Regions from separate parts of the Mus musculus genome. Here region 1 is linked to region 2. The links are chromatin contacts, called in public capture Hi-C maps. All regions are on one chromosome and are shown on one strand. The core of a region is the stretch at or near the end of the contact, and the rest is flanking DNA. Distances in the headings are between cores, read along the strand shown.

Region 1 (7,128 bases), core at 35-2,534, 130 kb before region 2:
CTATCAAAGGTTTCAGTTCTGCAACATTAGCCACTTAGATGAGTCTACAGTCAAACCACCCTCAACACGCCTGATCTCCACTGGTCTCAGAAGCTAAATCGGGGTCAGGCCTGCTTGATGTTTAGATGCAACAGCACTTGGGAAGACCTGGTGCTGTAGTGAAAACCATAAAATAAAGAACCGACTTGCGGGGCATGGTGGCACATGCCTTTAACCCCAGCACTTGGGAGGCAGAGGCAGGTGGATTTCTGAGTTCGAGGCCAGCCTGGTCTACAGAGTGAATTCCAGGACAGCCAGGACTACACAGAGAAACCCTGTCTCGAAAAACCAAAAAAAAAAAAAAAAAAAAAAAAAACCAATTAACCCCCCCCCAAAAAAACCAAAAAACCAAATCCCCCCCCCCCAAAAAAAAGAAAAAGAAAAAGAACCAACTTAAATGAATATTGTTAGGCTTAAAAAGTAAGCCTGGCCAGGTGTGGTGGTGAATGCCTTTAATCTCAACACTGAAGAGGCAGAGCAATTGAGGATCTCTGTGGATTTGAGGCCAGCCTGGTCTAGAGAGTGAGTTCTAGGACAGCAGGGCTACACAGAGAGACCTCAATCTTAAGAGAAAAAAAAAAATGAATACAAAGAAACAAAAAGAGTAAGTGATGGTTGCCTATAAGAGTCAGAATGAGGCAGATCAGAAACGACAACTTTTGTTGTTGTTGTTGTTGTTGTTTTTTGTCTTTAGTTTTGGTTTTTGAGACAGGTTTTTGCCACCACGCCCAGCTGCTTTACAACTTTAATTGGCTGCTGGGTGTGCTCTGGATTGAGTGGTGGTGACCTTTGGTAACGAAATGGACTTTTTCTGTACGGGGGCAAGATGGCTTAGCAGTTATGTTTCCTCCGTGTTTCATGGTGTGGTCTCTGCCACCTAGCAGCCAGAATTTTGTGCCATGCCTCCCTCTGAACAACAGCTCAAGTCTGAAGTCTCTAACCAAGTTTCTCAATCTTCAGATTTTCCAACCTCTTTTTTTTTTTTTTTAATCATATCCTTCTAGTGAACATAAGACATTTACACTCTATTATCAGGGGAAAGCAGTGCTAAATGATGCCAAGTGGTGGGTTTCTAAAGAAAGATAAATAACATAGGGTTCCAGGAAAAGACTCTCAGCCCCAAGTCTGAGCTTTCAAATTCTACCCCCCAGAGAGCCAAACAAAGGGTCGCCATCTGTCTCCTTAGTCAGTGCAGTTTGCTTACTCATGGCTCGTGATGTTCCTCTGAGAACAATGAGTCAGCAAACTTGCAGAGCTTTAGCAAGAGTGCAGGAGGAGGCTGCCTGAGAACATCAGATTTAAGTGAGCAATATGGAAAGGAGTCACGTGACGTTATTCACTAGCCATTTGCTCAAGTAGGGGGTTTCCCACTCTAAAAAGTACGTGCACAGATAAAGAGAAAAAGAGAACTAAAATAATTAAGATATTTGAGCTAGAAGATACCTTGGTATCTTCAAATACACACCTTTTTTTTTTTTGAGGAAAATGTACATCTGCCTGTTATTTTCTGATGAAGCCCCGTCTACACCACCAAGCCATTGCTTTCCTGACTTCAGGAGCCTTGCCTGGTCTTGCTTGCTACTTACTAGAATAGCATCGAGCACGCAGCCAGTGAATAGTGAACATAGTATGCTATCAACAGAGAGTAAGTAAACACAGAGTCAACACCATATGAATAACTAACAACTGTGTTCCCCACATGTTAGACAGACAGGCTTTAATCAACCAAGGACATGTTAAATTCTACTGCAAGTATAGAGCTCTGAGAGGAAAGGCTTCCCAGTGGAGACTTCCCTAAAGGAAAGGTTACAGCTCTCTGCAGGGGAAGGTTTCCCCAGTGGGAATGTTAGAGGTCTGAGGGAGAAGGTTTCCCCAGTGGTGGGAGTGTTAGAGGTCTGAGGGAGAAGGTTTCCTGGCAGTTCAGAGCCAAAGAATACCACAAAGTTACACCACAGAACAAGAGACTTGTGGCTGTTCATGTTCGAGTGAGAAGCAGCAGAGAACTGAGCAGGAAACAGGTTTATATAGGGTTTCTTTTTCTTTTTAAGATTTATTTATTATCATACATAAGTACGATGTAGCTGTCTTCAGATGCACAAGAAGAGGGCATTAGATCTCATTACGAGTGGTTGTGAGCCACCACGTGGTTGCTGGGATTTGAACTCAGAACCTTCAGAAGAGCAGTCAGTGTCCTTACCCGCTGAGCCATCTTGCCAGCCCTATATAGGGTTTCTTAGGGGCGGAGCTTTCCAGGATTGAAATTTCCAGGGTGGAAATTGGTAGGATTTCAAGTCCTAAGCTTGGGGCAAGCCCAAGCATTGAGGTTGTTCTGAGCCAGGGATTGGTGGGAGTTTGATCTGAGCTCAGAGATTGAATTGGTGTTTGTTTGTTTGTTTGTTTGTTTGTTTGTTTTATAGCTCAGGCATTGGTGGGTTTTTTTAGCTCTGGGATTGGTGGGTTTGGGGTGGGTTTTCAAACCTGGAAGTGAGCTCAGAGCTTTTACCCTACATCTACTACGTACAGTGCATATACATTTCTAAATTTCCGTGACTGCATTAGTCACTTCTAGTGTTGCTGTGGCAAAATAACAGCTGATAGAAAACACCTCAGGAGGTGAAGGATTTCTGGTGGCTCACACTGTAGGAGTAGGAGTCCCTGGCTGCCTGAGCTCAGGAATATGGGCAGAAGCAAGTCAGTGGAGACTATGGGAGAGGTGGTTCCTCACCTCATGAAGGAGGAAGGAGTGGAGAACAGGCTTATAATATTCAATGGCGTACTCTAGTGATCTAGTCTTCCAACTAAAGATCCGTCTCCGTAAGTTTCTACAACTCCCTCAAATAATGTGATCATCTGGTGGTGGTCCAAGTCTCCCACACAAGAGCCTGCAGGGGACATTTCACCTTCAAACCATAATGTTCTGCCTCTGCCCTGCCCCGCAAAAGCTCCTAGGCATCTTGTAATGCAAAATGCACGCAGTCTGTCCCCAAAATTCCAGTGGTTCCAATACTATTTACAGTAGAGGTCCAGAGTCTCTAACTCAAGCTAATCCCTTTGCTGAGAGCCCATCTAAAATTAAAAGAAAAGAAAATGGGAAAGTTACATACTTCCATAATTAAAGGCCCAGAGTAAACATTCGCATGTTAGAAGGGGGAAATGGGGCATAGAAAGAAGGGGTAGGCCCAAGGCAGGAATGAAATCCAGCAGATCATGAGTTAACCGCTGTAGCTCCATGGTCAACAACTGGGCAAGCTGTAGTATGATGTGAGTCCCAACAGGCTTGGGCAACTCTGTCCCTAAGACCGTTCCGTTCGTAGTCTACTTGGTCTTCCTCTCACTTGGGTTGGCTCCAGTCATCGCTCAGATTTTGCTCAACCAATGTTCCATGTTCCTAGCATCTCCATTACCCTGGAGCCTCCATTACAGTCTGAGTGTCGCCTTCATAGATTCATGCATCACTCCCTTGGGAACTTCAGAGATTCTGCCTCTGCTGCACATGGTTTGGTACCTTCTGATATACAGAGTTGGACAGGAATGTAGGAAAGAAGACAGATGTATAGTGAAGGGTGAGGTGCCCAGTTCTAACCTGCTTTCGGTCACTCACTCGCGTTGTGGTTTCCTGTCTTCCAGGCATGATAGATCTACCGCCATCTTGACATTAGAGTAACTGATTATCCACATGTCGTGTAAGGAATTTCCTGAGAGATCCACTCCAGCCTGCAGGGAAGCTCCTGAAGTGGGAAGGTAAACAACTCAAAATAGCTTCCAGGAAGTCCCTGAAATCAATCACATCCACTAGGCTGGTGGTCCCTGACAGAGGAACCAGAGCTAACAGTAAAGAAGACTCAGACCAGTCCAGCTGCATTGATGAAACCAGCAGAAACCAGCCAAGCTGCCTGGAAGCAAGATCCTCCATTGGGAGCCATGAAGAAGGCCTTCCCCCTACAGAGCCACAGCCTAATCTCCAGTAGAAGGTCTTTCTGTGCTTCTGCCCACAACTGACAGCCTCTAAGCTTGCCACCACCAAGATGGAACAAGCTGAGGTGCTCCCCTTGTGTCCCCCCCCCCCCGACCCCTGACTAGTCATTGTCCCCATCCACGGGGGGGCCCAACTCCATTCTCTGCTGTTCTTCCATGACTCCCGGTGACAGCTGGATATCCAAGAGTCTGAGAACCAGCCTCATCGCAGGCCCGGGGGATCCGGGGGATCCGGGAACCAGCTCTGGCTTTCCCATGTCTCAGCCTGCGCTTTCCCATCCCCAAGTGGTGACCGACTCAGTGGCTCTTCCCCACAGCCCAGCACCCGCCCCCTGCCAGTAGCTGCAGCGGAGGTGGCTGCCTGCAGCAGGGGTGGTGGAGGAGGCAGAGGTGGCTTTGGCAGAGACTGAGGCGGCCGGAGGCAGCAAAGAGTAGGCAGCATGGGATAAGTGCAGTCAAATTCTACACATTCCACCTCCCCAAGTAAGTGTGCCCTGTGGCGGAGCAGGCCAACAACCCTACACCCACTGGCATGCCCCCATGGAATGAGTGAGAACACACTAGGCAATGCATGAAGCAGACCATGAGACACCTAGGCTCTCATTTCCAAAGCACGTGTAAATGTGTACGGCAGGTATAAATGACCTGGAAGACTGTGTCGGACAACAGCTTGGTTATTAAACCGGTGGAGCTAATTTAACAGCTTGTGTATTGAAATGTTGGAGCTAATGGTGGAGTGGGGGTGGGGAAGGGGAGGACAACGGAACAGGAGCCAGGGATTGCGTGTCACATGGTATTTGAAAAACCAGTTCTCTGGTGGAGAGACAAAAGTGTAACTGACTTTATCAGGAAAGGGCCTTTGTTTCTAGGGAGTCAAGTAGGCCTGGACCTGATTTGGATCGGGAGCTACCCCTCTACTGCCATGCTCTCGGAGAGAAGTCTGGGGTATAGGTCATGTTCTACCATCCCTCATCTGGCTTGGGAACCCACAGATATGTACCTTCCATCCCCTGACCCGCTGTCGTGTGTAGGCATTGCAAGGAAAGCCTCACTTAAGCTTCAGAGAGCCACGAGCACTTAAAACCCATGAGCCTTCAGCTGATCGTCCTTAGCCAGCCCAGTCTCTATCGGGAACTGGCATATGTTCTTATGCTGGTCACCCTGTAGCTGAATTACTTCTCCATATTCTGAATGCTCAAGTCTAGTACCATTACAGGTAAATTTCTTCTCAAACGCCTTCACTAGTTTCTTTTTATCCTAATCATCGGCGATCCCTTGGTAAGGGTCTTCCTTCCGTTTCTCTGTTGAATTTTTTTTTTTTTTTTTTTTTTAGTTTTTCGAGACAGGGTTTCTCTGTATAGCCCTGGCTGTCCTGGAACTCACTCTGTAGACCAGGCTGGCCTCGAAATCCGCCTGCCTCTGCCTGTGTGCTGGGATTAAAGGCATGCACTACCACGCCCAGCTTCTCTGTTGAATTCTTATATGGATATAACCCTCAGTGCCAGCAGGTTGTCACCCTTACTTACATCAGCAGAGGGGTCAAAAGTGGCAGTTCTGATGATACAATTCCTTTTCCTCAGTGGAAACGGCCTGCAGAAGATGACTAGGAAGGAGAGGCTGGGGGCGGGGGGTGGGGGGAGTCTGGAGAGGGTAAGTGACAGAAGTGGGGGGGGGCACAGAGCATCAGGAAGCAAAGTTGCTTGAGGGGAGGCAGCTGAGTCCTCCGTGGCAGCTGAGTGACTAGGGCCTCAACCTCTTCTCTAGCACACCACCCAGCAGGGGAAGTGGGAGAGAAAAGTTCTTAGGATATGGGGGAAGTGGACCTGTTTGCAATAGTTCTTTGGGGACAAGCTTTGATCTTTGGTAGCCGTTCAGGCCTGTAGCCAACACCAAATGTGATACAGCAGCTGCAGACCAGTCTTCTAGGCAGTCAGACACCACCCATGGATCAGCACAATTGTAGTTCAATCTGGACAAAACTGCCAGGCTGGCCAAGCAGCCTAAGGTGAGGCCACAGAAGCGGCAACTTGCCACAGGGAAACCTCAAGAGCAGCAGTTCTCAGGTGAATTTCTCTCAATGGCAGTGTTATCACAAGTGCGGTGTAAGGCGAACCAATACATGAGTGTAGTTAGTAAAGAATAACTCTGGGCGAAGCAAACCAATAGTCAGTGCTTGTTCCCCACTGTCTGTGGGGTCAGATTGATACTCCTTCTTGGAGTGTCCTTTCCCATGTCTACTATATCCAACCATCCTCTCACCTGTGTCTGCTTCGGGAAAACAGTCTTTCATGTGTTTGCTTTAGCAAGACGTCCTTTCACCTGTGTGCCCCGGGAAAGCATCATCTGACATAACAAACCTTCCAAAGATACTCGAAGTTTCTCTTCCGTATTGTATGTGTGCTGGTACGTGCCTTGTGATCCCATCGTCTGTACCTTCTGTATCCCAACTCAGAGCAATGCATCTTTTTTTTTTTTACGTGAACTATGATAATATTTTCTAAAACACAGGAACAGGACAAAAGTGACCTTATAAATGAATACCAACCATAAATGTTGGACACAACATACAGATATTGTTTGATATGCAACGATGTTTATAGTATTGTCTGTTGTCCAGGTCACTGCAAATTTTTTCTAAAGAGTTCTTTTAAAGTGAAGGCTCCCGATGGAGGAGTTGGAGAAGGGACTGAAGGAGCTCAAGGTGTTTGCAGCCCTGTGGGTAGGAGCAACAGTGTCAACCGGCCAGACCCTGGGAGCTCCCGGAGACTGGACTACCAACCAAAGAATACACATGGAGGGGCCCATGGTGCTGGCCACATATGTGGCAGAGGATGGCCTTGTTGGACATCAGTGGGAGGAGTGGCCTTTGGGCCTGAGGGAGTTTGATGCCCCAGTATAGGGGAATGCCAGGGTGGGAAGGTGGGAGTGGGGGGGAAACACCCTCATGGAGGCAGGAGGAGGGGGGAATGAGATAGGGAGATTCTGGAGGGGAGACCTGGAAAGGGGATAACATTTGAAATGTAAATATAGAAAATATCCAATAAAAGAAAAAAAATAAAGACAACACAGCATCAAAAAAAAAAAAAAGTACCCAGCATTCCTATATCGTGTGGT
Region 2 (6,672 bases), core at 5-2,504:
TTTCCACCCTTCTGTCTCCCTCCTGATTTTTCTTGGACCCATTGCCTCCGCCATTTACGGCTGTCTCTAGTTAGTCATGTATTAATGTTTGACCCCTTTCCCTAACCAGCTGCTTGCTTTTCCATGGTCAGGCACGGTGTCTTAACACCTCTTTGGTCTCCTCATCTCCATTCCCAGTGGCATCTGTCACAGAGGCTCACATGACAACCTCCCAATAAGTACTTGCAGAGTGAATCAACAGTTGAATTTCCATACTGGCTCACCCACTGACCATACCAACACTGTCGATTTAGATAAAGTTTTATTCCTATTTCTCACTTTCTGGGCAAGCTGCATACATACAGTTGGTGAGGGTAATATAGAACAACTTGCTTGAAACTTCCAAAAATGGAAATTAGTTCTGAACTTACCCTGCTATCTTTTATTACTATGTCCTCTCATCCTCTGAACAGTTAAAATATATTTGATAAATAAGTTCTAAGTCTATCCCTTTTAACAATATTTTGCTGCCCTAGAGAGATGGTTCAGTGAGTAATATTGGCCTTCTAAGGGGACCCAGGTTATCTGTAATCGTAGTCCTAGGGCTATAACAACTTCTTCTGGCCTCTACAGGCACAGCTTACACAAGGTTCAGGCATACCCTCCATACAGATAACACTGAAAACAAAGGAAAAAATGTTAAAAGATTAATTTTGACTGAATTATTCTGGGACAACTTCAAATTTTTCTGAGAAAAAAAAATACTTTTTTTTGTAGCCAAGGAGAGTTGCTTGGTTTTCATATTAACCTTATAATTGGGGTGTTAGCTATATCTGCCAACTTCTTCAAACATATTAGGAGATTCTGAATTAGTCACAGTGGTGCACACCTATAAACCTAGCACTTGAGGCGTTGAAGTAGGAAACCTGGGTTCCAGGCCAGCCAGGGCTAAGAAGTAAGACCCTATCTCCAAAAATAATGTTTTAAATATCCTATTAGTTCAGTTTGTGTGTGTGTGTTTGTGTGTGTATGTAACACACATAGACACACATATAAAACAGAAAGCTTGGTTAAAATAATTACTGTTCCTTTTGGTTTCTTTCCAGAAAAATGCTTGCCTTTTGTCGTTGCTATAAAGAAAATAAAAATGTATTTACCTTTCCCAGGAATTAACATTAAGCTGTCAAAAAATAAATCTCTCGAATAACTTAAGCAGAAGTCTCTCCTCCTGGCACGATTGTGACTGGCACATGACTGGCACATGAGGAAATGAGTCAGCAGATATTCCGAGTTGCTCTCCTGACAGATGCAATGTCTTTAAGGAACCATTAACTCATTTTCTTCATTTAGGTTCCTTTATGCCTACAATAACAACACCCTGGTGCTTTTTACTCACTTGTTTAAATGTATTTAAGCAATTTACCTTTAGATATTGTTTTAGTATCTGTTTAATTGCTGTAAAGAGACACCATGACTGAAGAGACACAGCAACCCTTATAAAGAAAACCATTTAATTAGGGCTGGCTTACAGTTTCAGAGGTTTAGTCTATTATCATCACGGCAGGGAAACTTGGCATCTCGCAAGCAGACACAGTGCTGGAGGAGCTGAGAGTTCTACATCTTGATCCGCAGGCAGCTGAAGGAGACTGTGTACCACACTGGGGATAGCTTGAACATATGAGACTTCAAAGTCCACCCCCACACTGACATGCTTCCTCCAGCAAGGCCACACCTACTCCAGCAAGGCCATGCCTCCTAATAATGCCACTCCCTGTGGACCAAGCATTCCTATTCAAACTACCATAGGCATCTAATATCATAGTTTCACGGTAATGGACTTTGTTAAGAAACTAGCATCATTGTATTTTTTCCAATTCTAAAACAACTATTAGAAAATATAACATTGACCTAATAGGTTTGGAGGGGGAAAAACTTATTAAATATACATATTTGTGATAAGATGAATACTGATTTGTTTTGTAAGCATCAAAATGTAAAGGCATATGATGTTTTAAACAGTATAAGTTAATCAAATGACTCAAAATATCATGAATTAATGTTAGCTGGTATTGCTGTCTTCCAATATTTTATTGTTGCTGTTGTGATTCTGGACATGATTGCCGTACTTGAAACATTCCTGAATTTGCCTAAGTCAGACAAGCTATATCATATGTAGTTGATGTCTGTTATGAACCTTGTATATTTTATATGCTTTCCATCTTCATTCTAAAGCCTCAATCTTTCTTGGAGGTTTACGTTGCCTGTGACTTTTTACATTAACAGGCAATTGACAACCAATGACAGGAAGCCCAGCACAGTGGCACTCACCTTCAAACTCTGCACTTGGGAGGCAAAAGCAAGGTGGATCACTTTGAGTTCAAGGACAGCCTGGTAGAAATAATTGTATGCCCAACAAAGCCTGAAACTATGCCTTCCAGGCTCTGGGATGGCTGTGATTAACAGCAGGATTACACACAACCCGGAGGACTCATGGGCACCTCACTGAGACCCTAGGTTGTGAGGGTGGCTGAATCCTCTCTCTCCTCTGACCTCTTCCTGGGAGACTTCAGTTGGCTAGCCAGCATTGTCATGACTCTACAGCTGCTATTTTCCCATGGTAAAAAAAAAAGGTCTGCTTTGTTAAATTGCCCTTCTGTGCAGCTAGGGGACACAGCCTGCTGCCTTTAATGGTAGATAAAATAAAAGTTAAAGTTTTCTTTTTTTTACCCAATTCAGTTAAACTCAATCAGGCCAGCATTTGAGAGTTTAAGGTCAGATTTTCAGCATCCAAGGTCCATCATAGAGATGAGAACTAGTAAGCCTAGCTCTCAGGAGGCCAAAGGAGGAAGATTTCCAGCTAAAGGCTCGTGAGTTCCAGGTCAGCTCTCTATACTTATGGTTCAGAGGTAGCTATCAATGTGCAGTCTTTGGAATGCTAATGAGTATTCCAAGGGAAGAGAATTCCAAAGGGAAATGAGTTTAAGAGGTGCATTGTCTCGTGTCCACTCCTGGTGCGCCTGGACTCACTGAGGGCTTCCACATGTGTGCCAGTGAACAAGCAAAAAACCAACACAATAAAATATAAATGCCCAGTCCAGCATTTTCCAACCCTCTCCGATCACTAAAGTCTTCCACTGAGCAAGACCAAGTTTTATACCCAGGTGAATCTGCTCCCGAGTTTTGAAGTAACAAACACCAGGGTGTCTCTATGACTATGTTGTAATATTTTGTTTAAAGAAATGGTAAGATTTATCCTTGGTTGAAAGTAATGTAGAGCCACTAAAATAGTATTTGTGGTAAATATTTAAGTAGATCACACAAAATCCTACCTTCTCAGTAATTTTTAAACTGCTTGTAGTAAACATTGTGGGTACGTGGATCTTCCGTATACTGTGTATGAGGTCAACTAAGGTCCTCTGAGGCCCTATTTTGAAAAGTGACAATGTATATTATTTATTCAAACCCTAGCCTGCATGCTTTGGGGAGGAAGGGTCAAAGCTTCCAATACTACCAGCTGCCTCTTTAAGCATGCAAAGTATGCATGTTGCTATATAGGTATGTCGGAAAGGGGCACACTTCAGTGTGCCTCTGAGCATTTAAGTACTACACAACATATCTGGGGATTTATAAATTTGCATGAGTAATTTTTGAATCACGTAGTGCTGGAAGGACCAATACCATCTTAGGGAAATGGCTGTGAAGTTATGAAGATGATGATCACTAAACTTAATAAAACTGATTAATTTATATCCATCAACTTGAATTTCGGTTTCTTACATACAGACAGGAAACTCTGGGGTTCACTGGGTGGAAACAGTTCTCAAATAGTCCCTAAAAGCTTGCATGTCAGGGTCTAAATGAATATGATATATGAATAACATCTGCCATTGATTTCATCTATGAAATAAAAAAAAAAACTTGGAAACCCCCTCCATTATTTTCCCACTAACTTACAGTCACAAAAACTCTGGCATAGTTCCATTTAAAAAAAAATCTATGTTTTCATTTGAATTATCTAGCTCTCACACCATTTTTGTATTCTCCTTCTGTTTGGTTTGGGTTTTGCCCACACTCTCAAAGGTTACCAGCAGGTGCGAAGTCTCCCATGGTTCACTCAGCGATTGAAAATGCTCTGTGTAGTCTCTCTCTTCTTTTCCAGACTCTTCTTCCCCAGGTTACGTGGATGAAGTTCTTCTCTCCTTGACTTTTTCCTCCTGTTTCTTGTTTCAGAGGAAGATGAGGCTTCTCCGCCGAGTGCCCTACCTCCAGGTTAGGATGACTCCCCGGCCCAACTTTGAACTCATTAATTCATTGACCTATGGTAGCAGCAAAGACTTGGGGGAGCAAGAGGGGAGACATTGGCTTTAATGATGATTTCCATGTCAATCTCCCGAAAGGGAAGATTTTCTAGCCAGGTGTGGTGGTGCATACCCATGAGCCCAATACTGGGGAGACCAAGGCAGGAGGATCTCAAGGCCAGACCAGCATGGGCTACAGAGTGAGTTCAAGACCAGCCTGAGTCACATCATGGTGACACTGTCAAGAGAGAGAGAGAGAGAGAGAAAGAGAGAGAGAGAGAAAGGAAGGAAGGAAGGAAGGAAGGAAGGAAGGAAGGAAGGAAGGAAAGAAAGAAGGAAAGAAGGAAAGAAGGAAAGAAGGAAAGAAGGAAATTTTGGATATGATCATTTTAGGGATGAAAATGTTTATCATTCATTTTCATCTATATACACCCCTTATTTATATTTTTTAAATTGCATTATTGTCTTAAAGATGGCAGATTCTTAACAGAGTCTTTCACAGTTGGGATTCCACTCAAGCCAACTTGTAGTTTCCTTCCTCTATAACACAAAGAGATAGGGTGTAGGGGTGCCCCCAGAAGGTTGCAGCCACCCCCTTCCCTCCTTCCTCCCCTCTCCTGCATCTTCCAAATCATGTTTTCCTTCCAGGTTTGGGTAGTCGGGCCCTGGAGAGAAAAGATTCAGGTGAGCAAGCACGACTCGACAAGGCACCCGGACCCCGAGCTTACACAAGCACTAATGACTCTTTTCTGGGGCTGTGTTGATTCTAATCCCTGTTTTATTCAGTTTGTAGCGCTTACAGCAACCTTTCTTTACATTTCCCCGGGTAAGAAAACTAATGTGTTGAGAGACAATTAACTTTGCATGATACAAGGCACAACATTCAAGAATCCAGCCACGTATACCACAGACGAATTTGATACATCATAATGTCATTTTTAACATTCAGCAAATAGCCAGAGGTCAGTCTTCCACTACTGAGATGTGGGAAGTTATAATCTACATCTGTGTATAATTGTAAGTATAACCATTATAAACATTTTCAAACACGTGTTATGGGCTGTAGCTATGATTCTAAAGTCATTTGATCATTCATTCATTTAATAATCCGGTCCCATCACTGGCTGCTGAAGAACCCGTCAGTGGCACGGGCACTGCACATATAGAAGTGACACACCAAGAAAGCTTCTTGTCTTCATATCCCTCACACATATCCTTACACAGATGAGCACCACTCACTACTAGTAATAGCATCACAGACACAGCGCACTTTAACCTTAGCTCGGGAATTAAGAATGCATAATCAAGTGACTACCTGGCTTAACCTCATCGTGGGTAAGAAAATTCTTAGTGCTGAGCATGACTGACACAGGAAAACTAAAACAATTAAATGTGCACTTCCCTTCTTATTATGAACCATGAACAAGTACAGAGTCATTGACCCGTGCAGTTCCTCCCAGTTATCAAGTGTCAACAACAGAACTGTGCCTGCACTTGGCTCCGAGAGGGACCGTCACCACAGTCCCCTGCTACATAACCTCCACACTCCCCCACTGGAGTCAACTGCTGACCCAGGTCAACTTTGCATCTCCTTGCAGACTAGAAGATACAAAACAAGCTTCTCTTTCAGCTTGTCTCTCTTTATGGGGACGCTCCGACCAGTTTCTTCTCCTCTCTCTCCTTTTTGGTCTGTTTGGTTTTGGTTTTGTACTTTTCTTCCTTGCAGGGCAATTCCATTCATTGTTCTTTACATCTGTTCCTGCAGGTCATGACCCTGTTAACTTATTCTCCTCTATGTAATTTCCCACCGAGCACAATGCGGAACCTAGAAGTGGGAAACCAGGCTTGGTTCTCTGACCTACGCTGGGCAGTTTACCTTTAAAGTGACCCGCTCTTTGGTTCCTCCAGATTCTGTTGTCTGGATTTGGCCTTAGAGTCAGCCATCGGGAGTGACACCTCCACTGCCCTGTGAATTTCCCTGTCTCTGTCTAGATAGTGGGGAACAGGGAGAATACCAAAACCAGTGAACAACCTACCTACCAAGTTTTACTATTCCAGGAATTAGAAAATGCTCCTTTGTCTGTCCATGGAAGACCCATCCTGTAAGAATGAGAATCTGTCCCTCTCCACTGGTGGTTGGCGGGGACAAGGGAATGCTGTCATTTTATCTAGGTTTTTTGAACAAGACCAAGACTCAGCATGAAGGAGAACGGCAAACACAGGTAAGTGAGCCTGAGGAGACCCTGGCCCTGAAATGACCCTTGCCTTCCTTTCCCCTTCCAGAATGGTCTCTTGGTGAGTCACCTGCTGGCGGGGAAGAGCAGGACAAACAGAATGCCAACTCCCAGCTGTCCACCCTGTTTGTTGAAAAACCTCAAACCGGATCGGTGAAAGT

What was found. Capture Hi-C pulls out chosen DNA fragments and counts their contacts.
Region 1: a capture Hi-C map of bone marrow-derived macrophages shows a contact between it and region 2, with 2.3 times the contacts expected there. The contact joins two enhancer-like sites. A contact is called at or near these places in 5 of 39 promoter capture datasets (the 3T3-L1 cell line, 3T3-L1-derived adipocytes, hippocampal neurons and 2 more), 1 of 484 Hi-C or Micro-C datasets (beige adipocytes), 5 of 115 datasets of contacts at active chromatin or transcription factors (CD8 T cells, bone marrow-derived macrophages, embryonic stem cells and 1 more) and 1 of 9 other capture datasets (bone marrow-derived macrophages).

What each region holds. Positions count from the first base shown.
Region 1 is chr10:88,703,042-88,710,169 of GRCm38.p6, reverse strand. It overlaps the pseudogene Gm46192. Among named protein-coding and RNA genes, the nearest start is that of Spic, 24 kb to the right of the region's middle. Within about 2 kb of position 1,284, at least 68 of the 459 cell types and tissues checked have an H3K27ac peak or open chromatin away from gene starts, as enhancers often do. A contact at or near this core is called in bone marrow-derived macrophages, where this site is marked.
Region 2 is chr10:88,573,418-88,580,089 of GRCm38.p6, reverse strand. Mybpc1 (myosin binding protein C, slow-type) reads left to right here. Exons shown (of 29, transcript NM_175418.5): 4 at 6,561-6,672. Among named protein-coding and RNA genes, the nearest start is that of Mybpc1, 28 kb to the left of the region's middle. Within about 2 kb of position 1,254, at least 16 of the 459 cell types and tissues checked have an H3K27ac peak or open chromatin away from gene starts, as enhancers often do. A contact at or near this core is called in bone marrow-derived macrophages, where this site is marked.